Regions from separate parts of the Capsicum annuum genome. Here region 1 is linked to region 2. The links are chromatin contacts, called in public Hi-C maps. All regions are on one chromosome and are shown on one strand. The core of a region is the stretch at or near the end of the contact, and the rest is flanking DNA. Distances in the headings are between cores, read along the strand shown. Region 1 has its middle 17 kb from the start of LOC107840406. Region 2 holds the start of LOC107840390 (SWR1-complex protein 4).

Region 1 (5,903 bases), core at 1,666-4,165, 91 kb after region 2:
AAGGAGGTATTTGTGCTTTCTCTCCACCGCATTATTTTGTTGTGGTATGTAGGGACAAGTCTTTTGGTGTACATTTCCTTTAAGTTGAAAAAAAATTATGGATTCATGATTGTAGAATTCCAATCCATTATCATTTCTGATGGTTTTAATGGTAGTATTAAACTAATTTTCTACCATAGATATAAATATTTTGATAGTAAGGCATTGCTCTTCCAACTAAGTAGGTGTGTCCAAGTGCATCTACTATAGTCATGAAATATTTGCATTTATTATGGGTATTGACATTGTAAGGGCCACAGAGGTCTATATGTAATAGATGAAAAACTTGAGTAGAACTGGTAGTCTTTTGGGGAAAAGACATTCTGCTTTGTCTGGCCATTGGACAGATATGACAAAAAAGGTTGTTTAAGTGTAAAAATGGCTGGTATAGATAGGATACTCCTCATTTTAACAAAGGTCACATATCCCAATCTGTGATGCCACAAGACATTTACATCCATTTCAACAAGTAAAGATGCATTATTAATAGAAAATTTCCTTTTATTCAATGGCGCAGAATTCTTTGTTACAAACTTACTACAAACTAAAACATCATTACTACTGGAAACTAGCAATATGTCTACATTAGAGATGGGTTTATTACAAGTAAACAAAGTAAAGAAAACACTAGGTGTAGACTTATTAGAAGAAACCACAAGGGAATTTGACACATTATTAGAACAACTAGGCTTAGTAAGGACAGAACTAGACACTTTAAGCATATCCTCAGAACATGAATGCACAATGAAATTTGATAAAACAATAGAAGTAGGATTAGATTTGGCTTGACTTGAGTCTGAGTAGTGAAGATAAAGACTGCCTTTAGTGCTACCAATCTCCAGAGGCCTCTTCTATGAAGGGCACTGTAGAAAAAAGGCATGAAAATCTGGTAAAGACTACAATGCAATTGAGTTGAACTGTTAAAGCATGGATGAAAATCAAATTAAACTTAAAACAAGGAACAAATAAGACTTGATTTAGAGTGATGGTAGGACTAAGAACAACATCACCAATTAGAGTCACCCTAACTTTGTAACCATTTGGTAATTACACTAGAAAGGGATATATCAATGGTTTTGTGTTAATGAGGATTTTTCTGTTGTGAGTCATGTGGTTTGTTGTTCCAGAATCAAGGATTTAAGTATAAGAATTCGATCTAGGCAATTTACTACATTGATTACCATGTTCAATAGAAGTTGAGCAAGCAATAATTCTTGCAAAGTTTACAGCTCCTCCATTTACATCGCCGTTCAAAGTTGAAGATTCATCTGCATTAATACCAATCTGCAAACTACCTAATATCTTGACCATTTATCCATATTGTTCCTTGGTTAGACGTTGCATTGCTCTTTTATGTTCCCTTGGTCTACATTCATTTTTTCTTGTGTTAAAACTTTCACAATATAGATTTGCCACAACTTGTTTTCCTTTATTATTATTGTAGTTATTGTACCTGGGAGCCTGTGGAAGAGGAAGAGAAGGGCCTTGTGGGTATCCATGGATCTTGGAACATTTGTCTTTAGTGTGCCCAGGTCTCCTACAAGGCTCACAAAATGGTCTAAGTTTGTTAGAGTTGTATCTATTATTTTTATAACTAGTACTTGGATACCACTAAAGTTTGTCCTGAAATTCCCAGTATTGATGTTGTTCTAATTGTGACTGTAATGTTCCTTTGAATTACTGCTACTAGCTCCATTGTATACATAGATGCAGATTCCAAAAATGATTGGTTTCTTGGCCTAACTTCCTTTGCTTCTCCTCTTGGATGAGTATGGAAAAAGATTGTGTGACAGTGGGAAGGGGATTCATCATAAGTATACTCCCTCTCACTACGGTGTACACCTCATTTAGTCCTATTAGAAAAAAATCATCCTCCTATCTTACTCAGCCTTTTCCATGCTCATCTTAGCCCCATATATGTATTGACAGGTACATTTTGCATATGTAGTCAGGGCACTAAAATCTTTCTACAACCTTTTCATCTTCTTATAGTAACCAGTGATATCTAGGGCTCTCTACCTCAGGACATTGATCTTTCTTTGCACATGGTACAATTTCACCCCATTTGTTTGATTATATCGATATTTTAATTCCTACCAGAGTTCTCTAGCATCATTTATGAATTGTAGACTATCTCCCAAATCCTTCGTGAGCTAATTAAGGATCTATGAAGTTACCATATCATCACAATGCATCCATTGTTCCTAGCTAGCGTCTTCTATAATAGGTTTATTATATTTTCCAGTAATGAACTAACTTTGTCCTTCACGGAAAGTGCCCTGAGAACACTTTGTCTCCAGGACCTATATCCACTTCCATCAAATACCAATACGGATACCACACTTTCAGATGGATGCATGTACAAAGGACTGTTTGAATCTGTAGTTTCCTTCCATGAATTTACCAAATTTTTTGTGTTTTCAGCCATAGATGGATAACTTTGAGCCCATCAAATCACAATTTTCACTATAGAGGAGAGAAAAATGAATGATGAGCAGAGTAAATTACAGAAATCAATGAATTTTTGAGCTAAACTAAAGAAGAAAAAAGGAGACTGGACAGAGTAAAATGGCAGGAAAATAGTAATCTGGAAGCTAAATCAAACTACTACAAGCTAAGATTTGATCGATAATTGCATCCTCGCTCTGATATCATGACAAAATCTTAACCTAATGAAAGCAAAATAGCTGAAACAGAGACAAAGGCGAGAGATAACTGAAAACCCAATTGGAAATTTTTTATTGAACTGAATGAATATTGAACTAAAACGAATAAGAAAAATATCTCTAGCCAACTAGTTATGTAGAAACGTCACAGGGTGCACAGCTGTACTGCTGTCACTATCTAATCTCCCTCTAATTAACCTAAACCATCCAACTAACTAACTGCTAATATGACAGATAATATTTTAGCTGCTAATTTGATAATAATCTCAATAGAGATAAAGTACCATCTTTCTTTGGATGTGGGATTCTTAACATTATGAACAAAAAAAAATAATACAAACTGATTGAAAATGACAAAAATACCTTCTTTCGTGAAAACAAAGGACTTTATTTTAAATCTTAAATAGAGATTGATATATATCTTGCTTCGGTGGCTTAATGTTGGTTTTGTGGACTTACAATTTTTAGTTTTTAGTTTTTAGTTTTAGTTTTATGTCTGTCGTTTTTGATAAGAAATCTTCATTTCTTACACTACACATAGTATCTTCATATTTACAGAGATCTAAAAGGACCATTTTCTTCCATTTATTTTGTAAGTGGCAAAGGATCGTAATTCCTCTCTTTTTAATAACTATCCTCCCATAACAATTTGTACTCGAATCTACCGTTAGGTGGTCGGATTGTGTCTCCTATCCTTATAGCTAAATGGGTTATTCATGGAAACTTGTTTTATGTGTAAACAACATAAATCCCCTTCTATTGAAACTAATTACATAAAATCCCTTCTAGTTTTCTCTCTCTCGAATTTTGCAAATATACTCATACATTCGTCTACCCATCATACATAGCTCGAATGTATGATAAAACAGTTAATTCTATATTTAAGGTAAGATGATAAAACACAATCTCCTACGTTCATGGAAAGAGTAATTAAATAAAATCTTTCACTCCCTTAAATAAAGCCATTAATTACCTATAATTATGTTTTGTATGATTAAATAAAATAATCGAAATTTAAATTTAAAAAAACTCTTAAACATCACTGTCAGTTTTTCTCATTTTTAATGACGTTTTTGAAAAAAAAATCGTGTTCGTTTTTCTTCAATTCTCGAAAAAAAAATATGGACATCCCCATATTATTACGTCATTTCAGAATTTGGGAGTTGAAAATCATTTATCAATTCTATAAAAGTGATGCAATTATTATTTCAGAAAGTATTAACTTTTTGAAATTGATTGCTACGATCACGATGGAATTGAATATTGACGAAGTTCATAAAAAAATTAAAGTAAAATACACAATAATTTCACATGAATAAGGGCACCTTATACATTTAAAAAATAAACTGCAGTAATGTATAATGTCATACTACACATCTAAATTTTTCATCTTAAACTGTATGACCTATATATTTTGACAGAAGGTATAGTGAAAATTTATACAAAAATAAGACTTTCTAATAGTATAATACCACATAAAGCATAAAATGCATCTTATAAGGACTTTTAATATATAACATATTAAAATATATATCTTCAGGCTTATATTATACATTAGAATAAGTATAAGGGCAACTTATACATTTTAAAAATAAACTGCAGCAATGCATAATGTCATATTACACATCTAAATTTTTCACTTTAAACATGTATGACCTATAAGCTTGACAGAAGGTATAATGAAAAATTATACCAAAATAAGACTTTTTAACTTTAAAATACAACATAAAACACAACTAATGTAATAAGAACTTCTAATGTATAATATATTGAAAATATATATCATTAGACTTATATTATACATTAGTCTTCCAAAATAACTAATGTATAATGCCTGATATATTATATCTTATACTTTCAAATAAAAACTTCAAGAATGTATAATGTTACACCATACATAAAAATATTAACATTATACATTTTTTATCTATAAACTTGTCAGAATGTATAATGTAACCTTACACAAAATTCATAGATTATAATTGTATAATTCGACTAAATACAAAAACAACCTCTTCTATATATACAAAAACTTGCATTATACATAAGTGTGTTAAATAAAGTAATGTATAATGTAAAAATCTACATCTTTGGACGCGATGACAAGTAATTTTTTCCCATAGTAGCAAATCACTTATTCTTTTGAGTAGACTTGGTGTACAAATTGCAATTATCTTTGCAACCACAAATCTAGCCTGTTTAAGAAAAAAACAAACATGAAGTTAGACAAAATACTAAAACATATAAAATAGAATCTTTGAAACATAAAGTTAGATCCAAGAATATTGGGAGAATTTGATATTACAAAATAGAATCTTTGAAAAAGTATTAAAAAATATAAAACGGAGCAAGATCATTCCTTTTCAGAAATAGAATAATATAAACAAACATTAAATAATTAAATAATTAGGATTTAGATTCTTACAGAAGATTGAGTAAGTGATTTTGCTGATTCAATCGTTTGAATAAACGTTGTTGTGCCGTGTTCACAAGATTCATTTTTCGTGGCATGTTCCACCCCATTATGCTCTTCTGCTATGATGATGATCCAAATGAGATTTTTTGAAGCTTCTGATAATTCATCGCCATTTTTTTGCCTTTTTTTCTCAAACAAGTCCATGACTTTCTTATTTGGTGAAGTTAAGAAAAAATAAAAAAAATCAAAAATTAATGAATGAAATCAATAAGTTCAATTAATGTTTGAAAACTTACAATGGTAAACTCTAAGTATGATTACTTGATTTTAGGCGTGAAAAAAGAGATTGAATAAAGGAGGATAAACTGATTTGAAATGGGAGAGAAAAAGAGAGGAAAAGGCAGCCTTTTTTGAATGTATATTATAAAGGAGAGAGAAATTACCAAATAAGGAGATTTTTCTAATTATTTTAAACTTTGTGTAAATACTTTACCAATTTGGGATTTAATGTATTTATGTAACTTTAACTTATGTATAGAGGTAATTTTTAGTTGTTTGGCTAAACCACATAAATTTCCTCCCAAGACAAAGTAATTACATAAAATCCTTAAGGTCTTCTCTCCCGGATTTTAAAAATATACTCATACATTAGTATGTCTCTCATACATAGTTTGAATGTATGATAAAACTGTTAATCCTAAATGGAAGGTAATAAAAATCAGATATTATTTTTCTGTTCCTTAATTATAGCCATTAATTAACTAATATTATGTAGTGTATGA
Region 2 (5,298 bases), core at 2,452-4,951:
TATAGCTTCCATGGAAGAATGTCACTTGTAAAAGGAGACCTAGAATTCTTACCTTAGCGGCTTTTCGTGACTCAGATATTTTTTTTGCTTCAGCAAGAACCTAAGACCAAGGTTCAAAGGGCAGGTTACTGATTTAGAAAGTATAACTGGCACAGATACATATAATTATGCATATGGGCTATCAAGAAGCTACATAAGAAGTATGACATGCAATTAAACATGGGGTGAAGTCTAAATCTCATCAAGGAGGGCATTTATTTTGAAAAGGCACAAGGACAATAAGTAACAGTATGCACAAACCTCCGCATCCCTACGTTCTTGCAGCTTTGTTTGCGAGAGCACCATTGACAGTGCACGTTTTCGCTCAATCTCTTGAGAGACGTTGTAAGGCTCCTATAGTATTGTAAGAAAAAAGTTAGAGATACCACAAGAAACTGAAATTTATAGAATAAAACACCAGTTAGAGGAGATAACTCGGAGAAGAAAGCAGGGAAAGGAGGTGGTATTGCTCCAAAGAAGTAAATCAGAAAGGAAAATAGTCCTCAGTTGAGAAAACCACAACTGTTGACTGATCAAACCACAACTGTTGACTGACCTTAACAAGGGGATGTCCAGTAACATCGGCAGGAGATGGAGCCCTAGCAATTGTAATAGCACGAGATACTACATGGGACGAGGTCCAAAACCATCATCAAAATCAAAAGATATTTGGAGTTATTAATCATATAAAGCGTAGAAGTTAAATTAGTTTAAGCAATTGATAAACAATGAGATATTGCAGAATACCACTGTAGTAGCGGTCCTTCAGTTCCTCAACTGTACGATTTGAAGGGAACCTATCAGCTATGATAACGAAACGGAGATCAAACCTCTTGCACAGATCAAATAATTGATCCGTCTCTTCCTTGGTCCATGACTAACACATGAGAATAAGTAAGTGAGCTCACAGGGATATAAGGAATTGAAGAAACAATAACTTATCCTTCCAATGACATAAGCATCTGTCCAGACAAGGTTGAATGCATAGAATTACAAGCACAATCCAAGACCAGTTCTCAACAAAGATAAAAATGATTATTTGTAAGTTGCTTAAGGATTTTCAACAAAGATAAAGTACAAATATCGGTAGCAAGATACTTCATATCACGTCAGGCAATTGAAAGATTTCTGTAAAAGCTACAAAATAAATGTTGCCTTGGGTAATTACATAACATGATATTATCAGTCATCCAATAAATCATTACAGAATATGAATAGTCATTCAATAAACGACTGCAGTTAGGTTGTTATTACAGGATTCTAATAGAGTTTAAAGTTCAACTCAATGAAAAGATAAAGCTGACGATTCTTAATATTGCCTCATTCAAAGCGGATAACACATCTAACTTTGGATACTATTTTGATACTTACAGGGTTGGACAAGTACTTCTCATATTCCTCATCAGTGTACTCGAGCACATCCACTGACTGCATCCAACAGACAGCAGATTTAACACCATTTATACAAGAAGCCTCAGGAACAAGAAGAATCCTTGATATACCTTATTATACTTGGCAAACGAATAGTCACCTGTAGGCGGAACACCATTAACAACTCTGACCTGGGATTTATTGAAACCAAATGAGTTTCATCAGTGGATGGTTTGACAGTTACTTTAAGCAGATTCTAGATCACTAGAAAAACATACCCAATGATAAAGCTGTAAGTTATCTTTTCTAGCAGAACTTGTGAAAGGAAGCCATTGCCACGTAATCTGAATAGCAAATCAGAAGAATTTATTAACTTCTCTTAACATCAAGAAGAAGTTAGAAATTAGCAAAACAAAAACTTTGTTAAGGTACTAAACAAAGACGATGCCCAGATGACCTACTATTGTAAATAAGTTGTGACGATTTGCAATTGGCTGGAACTACACATCAACTTAGTTCCTAAAGCAATTACAATAAATTAGAGATTATGCTGGATAAGAGATCTTGGGTCCATGATTCAGGGGAATGGTGAGATTGACGAGAATGTCTCCCACCGTATTGGGGTGGGATGGATGAAGTGGAAGCTCGCCTCGGGGGTGTTGTGTGATAGGATGGTGCCGCCCAAGCTTAAAGGCAAATTCTACAAGGTGGCCGGCCGGCTGGCTATGTTGTATGGAGCGGAATTTTGGCCAGTCAAGAACTCTCACATTCAAAAATTGAAGGTGGCGGAAATGCGGATGTTGCGTTGGATGTGTGGGCTTAATAGGGGTGATAGAGTTCGAAATGAGACTATTCGGAAAAAGGTTGGAGTGGCTTCGGTGGAGGACAAGATGCGGGAAATCCGATTGAGATGATTCGAGCATGTGATGAGGAGGGGCACGGATGCCCCGGTTCGTAGGTGTGAGAAGCTTGCTTTGGATGGTTTCAGGCGGGGTAGGGGTAGACCAAAAAATACTGGAGAGAGGTGATCAGGCGGAACATGGAGCAGTTACAGCTCACTGAGGACATGATCCTAGATCTTCCCATGATCCTAGATAGGAAGATCTGGAGGACGCGGATTAGGATAGAAGGCTAGTGCCAGTTTGAGTCGTTGGGGTAGGGCATTACTTGGTAGATGTATTATTCTTGTTAGGATACTTTGTTGCATGCTTTATTACGGATTTGTTTACTATTCTTTGTTTATTATTCCTTGTGGGTGGCGTATTTATGTCTTGACATCTTGTTCCATGCTTTATTAAGTATTTGTTTATTATTCCTTGTCTTGATCCGGGGGTCTATCGGAAACAGCCTTTCTACTTCTCCTGAAGTAGTGGTATGGACTGCGTAGATCTTATCCCCAGACCCCACTACGTGGGAATACACTGGGTTTGTTATTGTTGTATTGTTGTAGAGATTATGCTGGATTGCTCATTGTCTTGTCACTATTCCATTCTGGAGAGAAGATAGGAAGCTTTTCTCTGTGCTACATATGGGGAGGAGAAAGATTCAATTGATCTTTTAATGAATAAAATTGCTTTCCATTTTGGTCCAACTTCTTTCTATTCTTCATCCAACATAGTTTTTTTAATCTAACTACTCTAAAGTTTAAATCTATTTTAAGTGAATCGGTCTTGTATTGATCCCGCTCTATTCATGTTCAGTATTCAGAGCATTCGTTATACTATCATTTGATTATTTTACAATGCAGGAGCTCCAACTAACAATTCTACCCAAAAGCAAAGGTATTAACTTAAAAAGACATAAAAAGAAACAGAATTAAGCAAAGAGTGACCTTTTCAGACTCAGAAAGAGCTCGGCGTTTCAATTGGTTGATATCAAGAGAAGGCATAAGAGGTGGAATACCACCTGTAAGTGCATAAACCTGCCAAGGAAACAAGGAAATTAGGAATTCTGGATATTCGAAAAACTGGCAACGCAGAGAGTATGTGAGAGGAATAACAAACTTCTCGAGAAATGCCATCAGGTTTCCTTTGAGATTCTTTCTGAGGCCTCGATTTCTTTTCTTGGGACATCAACGGCCCATTTTTGGGCAACCCTAAGATGTCCTTCGCATCCATATTCCCCCAATTTGTATCTGCAAAATTAGGGTACTAATATTAAAGCAAAATCTGATAAATTAGTACAAAGATTGAAGGGATTAGGGCCTTTTTGTGAAGAATTGGAGAACAAAAGAGAAGGGTAACGATCCGTTCTCCTTTTTGAGCGCGAAATCGAAGAATGGATTTGCTTTTTTGGCTTACCCGCGGGTGAGGGTGACTGGCGAGGACCGGGTCGGTAAACGGACTTCCTTCAATTGGGCCTTCTCTGTAGTGGGCTGGTTGCACAGGCTCCCCTTCCCCAATCAAGATTGGGCTTGGGCCAACGGCTCGTTTGTTGAGGATTTGTTCAGAAATGGCCCCAAAATGGGTTGATCTTTGATATTTTGTCCCCCCATAATAAAAGTCTTGATTTTTCGCTCCCGGTTAATAAATGTTTTACATAGGGCAAACAGTCAAAATATTTCAAGACAATGAATCCGCATAATTGATCAAAGTTTTGTCTTATAAAGTTGTAACTTAGCTATTTTGCTCACCAAACATAAGTTCTACTCCCACTGTCTCAGTTTGCTCGTTTCAAATTTCCTAATTTGATTTCTCATTTACTTGTCATTTTTCATTAATCAAGACAAGACAATTTTTTTTTTCTTTTTTACCCTAAGCATTAATTGTTTTTTGTTCAAATTAAAATGTAAACATCATTTAATAGGAATACTATGATAAAGTGGTCATGTTATTAATTGTTTTTCTTAATCAATGTGCAATATCAAATTGGGACGAGTAAATGGGACGGAGGGAGTAACTTTTGTCTATAAAACTAACATTTAGGACATTTAAGATGTGACTTGCTCAATTGACCCAAAGTTCTACCTTATAGGCAAAAAATTAGAAATTAAGTATGCTGTCCAACATACATAAGTTCTAAATTTTGCCCATAAGACATACATTAAGGAAATTTCAAGATAGCAAATCTATTATCATCTGATTAAATTGAAATGAGAAATCCAACAATAAATTATTTCTAAATAAGTATGCCATTCTTTGTTAAACCTACTAAAAATAGTATACCACAAATTAAAATAGTAATTCCTTCGTCCCAAATTATCCGTCCCAAATTGAGATGACATATTGAGTAAGAAAAATAATTAATAGCATGGCTAGTTTACCATAACACCCCTATTAAATGATATTTATATTTTAATTTATAAAAAAATAATTAATGCAAAGGGTAAAACATGAAAAAAAAGTTCTATTTCTTCTTGATTAATGAAAAAAGATAAATAAACTGGAAATCAAATTAAAAAATTTGAGACAAATAATTTGGGACCGAGTAGTATAAAAGCTTCATTTATTTTGAAAAGATGACCAATTATCTAAGCAGGATTGGGAAAATAATTTCCCCGACTTATTCTTATCATATTCAAAAAGTATACTACAACTTATCGATCAAGAGTAGTGCCGGCTCAACGGGGAACCAATTAAAGCCATGGCTTTAGGCCCTCCCAAATTAAAGATCCCATATTTTCATTAATATTTAATACTGTTATATAGTATATATTATAGAATTAGTATCATTATATTTTAAAAAGAACAAGATATATGCTTGTCTTTTTGGTATTTTAAAGAGTTTATTTAAAAACAAATAGATATTATTCAAATAAATTTTTCTTCCGTTTTAATTTGTGTGTTTTTTGTGTTTCGATAATTAAATTGATTAACTTTTGAAGTTAACTAAGATTAGGTCAACGCAATATTTTAAAACTTAAATATTCAAAAACTATCATCTAGTTCA

Evidence for each region. Hi-C and Micro-C count contacts between places; a contact is called where the count stands out from the background.
Region 1: a contact with region 2 is called in a Hi-C map of pericarp, with 4 times the contacts expected there. The contact joins the enhancer-like site here to the promoter of LOC107840390 in region 2. A contact is called at or near these places in 3 of 5 Hi-C or Micro-C datasets (bud, leaf and pericarp).

Annotation. Positions count from the first base shown.
Region 1 is chr1:156,201,911-156,207,813 of UCD10Xv1.1, forward strand. No RefSeq gene overlaps it. Among protein-coding and RNA genes, the nearest start is that of LOC107840406, 17 kb to the right of the region's middle. Within about 2 kb of position 2,916, at least 5 of the 5 cell types and tissues checked have an H3K27ac peak or open chromatin away from gene starts, as enhancers often do. A contact at or near this core is called in bud, leaf and pericarp, where this site is marked.
Region 2 is chr1:156,109,679-156,114,976 of UCD10Xv1.1, forward strand. LOC107840390 (SWR1-complex protein 4) reads right to left here and starts at 3,702. Exons shown (of 17, transcript XM_016684243.2): 1 at 3,414-3,702; 2 at 3,242-3,331; 3 at 1,689-1,754; 4 at 1,542-1,601; 5 at 1,411-1,467; 6 at 787-916; 7 at 596-663; 8 at 301-393; 9 at 53-100. The coding sequence starts at 3,527.